Regions from separate parts of the Gasterosteus aculeatus genome. Here region 1 is linked to region 2. Evidence: chromatin contacts called from public Hi-C data. All regions are on one chromosome and are shown on one strand. Each heading gives the region's core, a stretch centred on a gene start, on an enhancer-like site or on the middle of the called end of the contact. The rest is flanking DNA. Distances are from core to core; before and after follow the strand shown.

Region 1 (2,700 bases), core at 103-2,602, 34 kb before region 2:
TATTTTCACTTTCAGATCGTTTTTCGCATTCAAATCTTTTTTTTCACATTCAGACTTTTGACCCTGATGTGGCGTAGGGGGCGGGGCATCAACTGGGAGGGGTGTGAAGAATGAAAAAAAGAAAAAAAGATTTTATAAAAAAAAAAAAATGAAACAGTCAAAACTATGATCCACCCAAAAATACATGCTCTGGGGATCAGGTTGAGGACTCTAAATTTCCCGTAGGTGTGTGAGTGTGAATGGTTGTATGTCTCTGTGTTAGCCCTGCGATTGGCTGGCGACCGATCCAGGGTGTACCCAGTCTCTCGCCCGAAGTTGGCTGCGATAGACTCCAGACATATATGTTGTAGAATACAGGATCGAAGTGCACATGCGCAACATGGATTTTTCGCTTGTCTGCAGTGAATGGACAGTAAAACTGCACCTGTCATTGTAACTAAACAATGGAATAACACACATATTGCATCTATAATTCTAAGAATGAACAGTAAAAATACAAATACAAGTTTATTAAATACAATTATTTAATAAACATTTTTATGTTTGAATTTTTGCAGGTAGGCAGTGACTGCACGTCACTGGCACCACATGTGGCTGAGGAACCCAGTGACAAAAGCCATCAACCAAGAATATGTATTTCTATTCCAAATCCTGGTATGAAAATTTATACTGACACATTTCGTATCTACTTGTCTGTGACATTAATACTAACCCATGAAAAGTGATTTAACCATCAAAATACGCACAAGGTGACGCTATGGCTTCGATGTCTGATTTTTAAGGAGCGATGGGATGTGCAGTTTTTCTTAATTCAGGCACCGGCTGTGTCAAGTTACCCAAACAAGCAGTAGCGGACATGAAGCAAATGTACTTTCAAAATAAAATGTGTTTAAAAACTATACTTACATTGGACCGAAATAAAGGTGTGATTACATTCTTTTATTTTTTATTCATGTTTTAGTAGAGAATTTGGAGGAGCTTGATTTACACAGTCATCCGAATCTTCATAATGATGAGACATTAATTATTTTTAAGGGTGTCTCATCTGTTTGGAAAACCCTTTCTGAACAGGTATCTAAACGATTAAATGTTGATTTTCTGGCCCTACATAGCATGTGAAGAAATGTTTCCGCCTTGCAGTAATATTCACGAACTAGTTGCTAAAATGATTTTTTAGTTGATAGTCAGTCCTGATGCAGTGTGATGCATGGACCTACGGGTGAATAGACAGCAACGCCTACCTATCTGTTCTACTGCACCACTTGGCTAGTCATTACTGGAAGGTTTATTCTAGAAAAACACCAACCGGAAGTGTACTCCCTACGCGCGGTGGGATTTGATGCTAATCTACACCGGGAGAGGGGGGTAGGAGACACACGGCGGCTATCATGTGAGGAACAGGTCGCTGGAGTGAACCACCGCGCCCGCAGTAGCGCGTTAACTAACCTGTGAGTGTTTAGGACCTCCACTAACGACACTGAGGATATAACCCGGAGAACTCCAGCGGAACTGCTGCTCGATTCGCCCCCCCCCGTTCCCCCGTTGACTCACCGGTGTGAGCAGCTGACAGCCGCACTTTCCTCCCCGAGCGTGAGTATCCGACTGTGCGCCTATCGGGAATGTTGAAATGCTTCATATCTGACATTGGTCTCACGACGCCAAGGAAACGATTAATTTAGTTACGCGGTGCGAACTTCGGGCGTTTTTTTACGTGGAATTTCAAGTGCCTCTGAAATATTAATCCTCCCAGCTGTAACTCTATAGACGGTGGAGGTGCAACAGGTGACGTGTGCAAGGCCTGGCTCAAAGGTTTAGCGGCAATGGTGCTCCAAATCTGTTGTAATCTATGATGGAAATTAGTCAAATAACATACGTGAACCTGCTGTAATGAAGTTCCACCAATGCATTGAAGAGCTACTTTGAATCACTTTTACACATCAGATACAAATATTAAAATATATTTAGCTCGATTGATTACTCAAACAAGTTAAACTTTTGGTAGAAAGGAGGACACTGAAGAGGGGGTGAGTGTGCCGAGAAGCCCCAGTGTCACAGTGGACAGGCTCAACAACAAAACTTTCAGGTTCACATTTGTTTTTCAAATTAACAGAACTTTTCACCTGGATTTGGCTCCATACACGACCATGGGGACCTGAAACCTAGTCAGACTAGTGTGATATAGAAATTGGGCACCTGGTCACACACACGCACACACACACCGAGCAAGTTTGCATGGCTCCTTCTACATGGATTATGAATTTGAGGTAAATTGGCATCAGGAAAAGCCATTGTTTCAAGTAGCTTATTTTTGCTGAGTTCCAAGTGCTGGTTAGAAGCAGTTTGGTCAGCATAAGGGGCGAAGAGGTTGAAGACTTGGGCAAATCCTTGAATGCTGCTTCTAAACAGAGGTTATTGCAGGAAAATAAGCTTGTTGTCTACTTACAGCTGCTGAGCAAATGGGGGCGACTGTGGGTGAGTGGGGAGCACGGTCGTCCTCCAATCAGAGGGTTGTGGGTTCAATCCCAGGCCCGGCTAACCCGCATGTCGTTGTGTCCTTGGGCAAGACACTTAACCCAACATTGCTCCTGTAGCTGCGACTACAGCGTGTGAATGGTAGTTACTCATGGCAGGTGTCACTGTGTATGGTTCTCCTGTCATCAGTTTATGAATGGGTGTGAATGGGTGAATGATGTCATGTAG
Region 2 (2,700 bases), core at 107-2,606:
AGATATTCGTCCAAAGAAAGTCAAATGTGATGGGAGGAAAAGAAAAGCGCCCTGGGGCTGTTCGAGGTTCAGAGGGTTGAGCTTTACGTATTCACTAAATCTCATAAAGATCACTTTTACAAAGGAGACTTTAGAAATCAGAACATTTATTTCAAATCATTATTGGACACTCTTAACTGATCATGAGTGTATCAAAGTTTTTATTTATTAGCTAGATGTTAAATATCTTGGCAGCTTAAGGGTGCTGCAGTCATGGCAGTAATTTGTGAATTATAACACCCCTTTTCAGTTTTTCCTTGCTCAGATATCATTTGACGAATAGACAATGGTTTATTTGGTTTCTGTAGAACGCTCCACTTTTAAGACGTTCGTGATTCAACCTGACACTCAATCCTTGCAATGGATTTCATTTCAATGACCTACTTTCTCCAGTCTGCTGGCTCGCTGCTGAGAAAGCAATTAAAAGTATCAGAGTATTCGGTTGGAGTGACATCACTTCTTTAAGGAGGGGCCGTGTGAACTTGTTGTGTTAATCCTCCGTCAAGGCGGGGAGCTGTGATTCCACACCCACTGTATGATCCCTTCTTGTAGAGACAGGATGTATGCGTGGTCGGTGCGCTGTTTTGCAAGTCACAAGTGAACACAGGCAAATGCCGGGTTAGGTGGAACCTTTGCTTACCACGCCCAAACCCCGAAGATGGCATTTTCTGACATGCACACACAAAGAGGATTTTCAGTCAAAAAATACCAGCACCATAAGCAGCAGTGCATTGTGTAGATTCAGGAGATAATTCCCTGTTGCTTTATCGCCACAAGCAACCTTTTTCATGTTTTTGACTTGGTTATTATAAAACATAAAACACATGACAAGTTGTAAATGTTTTCTGCTCTAAGCCATCAAAGCCTCATGTATGTAGTCTTCTTATTGTCGCATCAGGAAGTAGATGTGTGGTGGCAGCAAGGCAGCAAATAACTCTTTAATTCTACTAGTCTTTGTTTGTCTTTAACTCTACATCAACCCAGTGGTGAACTGATGAAAAAAATAGATCTTTAATATCAGATGCAGCATTTCCTTCTGCACTGGGAACAAAGATGATGTTCCACGGCTGCTAACCTCCATCTGCTCTGGTTCTTCCTCAGCGACTATGACTCTCTGAACGAGGACGACGTGGCGGCGAACAACCAGCTGGCGTTTGACCTGGCAGAGCGGGAGTTTGGCATTCAGCCGATGACGAGGGGGAAGGAGATGGCTGCGGTGGCCGAGCCGGACAAGCTGCTGATGGTTCTCTACCTTTCCAAATTCTACGAGGCCTTCAGGAACTCCCCAGGAAACATCAACGAAAATGGTAAGGCTCCTCCCTACTTCTGTCACAGACGATCAAAACAGTGCCCAACAATTCACCATGTTGGCTGCTGCAGAGTTCTTAAAGGGCCAGTTCATCCCAAATAAAAAAGCAAGTGCTTTTTATCTCACTTTTCACACGATTTGTCAATGTAGATTGTTTCAGGCTGAGTTGCAGAGTTTTGGAGGTGTTAACCATTATTTTTTTGCTATATTACTTTTTTTGGTGAACTGTCCCTTTATCATAATAGGGATTACATGAGGAGTTAAACAATAGTGTAAATTACATTGTAAAGTCCAAAGCTTTTTTGTAGAAGTGGCAGATTTGATAATCATAGTGGAGTTAGCGACAATGTGGTTTCTGACATGAAACCCTTTCTCAGTAGCTAAATGTAGTGAATGCTAACCAGAGACTATGTTGATCTATTCAGCGGCTTTAAGTCCTTTCTGACTTATTAGAAAAGGCTGACCATGCAGTGTGGTTGGAAATTTTGAATGGGTCAAAAAAACATGGGGCATTTTATGTCCTATGTTAAACAGATTAGATTGTTATTTTACCTAGCAGACTAAATTTACCTAAAATCAAGGTATTTCCTTGAACATTACCACAGTTTGATAAAAGAAATGACTAGTTTGCAAAATATGCAACCCTTGCTGTCCGAACAGGATCTCTGTTTCTTTGCACGTTACACAACCATGGTCAGGTCTGCCCCCCCTCGAGAGCCGTGACTGGTATGCGCGCTATGTCTGAGGAAACCATATCCAGTTGCTGTGCGTGACTCTGGAGGCCCTCAGCTGGTCTCGATGGCGTCAGCCATGTTTCACCTTGTTGTGCTTTAACATGCACACCGTGAGCCAGTTGCACAGTCCGTCTAGTGGAAACTTACTTGCAGACATGGTTTGGCCGTATCAGGTCAGCTGATGTCATCACTGTGTCCCATTTTGCCACAATGTGCGTTTGATGGTGTGAGTTGTTGTGCAAAGCGACTCCAGTGGGTTTTGGTTCATTAATAAATTGGTTAATAATGTTTTTCATTGTGGCCTGATGTTGAATTGGGTTGATGTGCGAGTATGATGAAGGCGACCGTTGTTTTGTTTTCTGAAAAAATTGAATCCAGATGGAAATAGGTTAAGAAGAGTCTTAGAATTTATTTTATTGTATTTGTTTTCTTGGGCACAAATGTTAAGTAACCCAACGAGGAACCTTCCCTTTCATCTCACAGGGCTTCATTAGATATAAGCAATACAAGTAAATCTGAGAAACTTTGAAACATACTCAACGTAATACAGAAGTCTCTATTAGTCTCTATCTATTGACCCACAAAAGTAAACAAACATCTGCTCAAAGATGGGTTTCT

Evidence for each region. A called contact is a pair of places that touch in the nucleus more often than the background predicts.
Region 1: a contact with region 2 is called in a Hi-C map of tail fin, with 2.9 times the contacts expected there. The contact joins the promoter of mical2b here to the enhancer-like site in region 2. A contact is called at or near these places in 3 of 6 Hi-C or Micro-C datasets (skeletal muscle, tail fin and whole body).

The regions. Positions count from the first base shown.
Region 1 is chrX:5,026,288-5,028,987 of fGasAcu3.hap1.1, reverse strand. It overlaps mical2b (microtubule associated monooxygenase, calponin and LIM domain containing 2b), which reads left to right and starts at 1,352. Exons shown (of 31, transcript XM_040162601.2): 1 at 1,352-1,590.
Region 2 is chrX:4,992,512-4,995,211 of fGasAcu3.hap1.1, reverse strand. It overlaps mical2b (microtubule associated monooxygenase, calponin and LIM domain containing 2b), which reads left to right. Exons shown (of 31, transcript XM_040162601.2): 13 at 1,141-1,346. Among protein-coding and RNA genes, the nearest start is that of parvaa, 20 kb to the right of the region's middle. Within about 2 kb of position 1,356, at least 2 of the 9 cell types and tissues checked have open chromatin away from gene starts, as enhancers often do.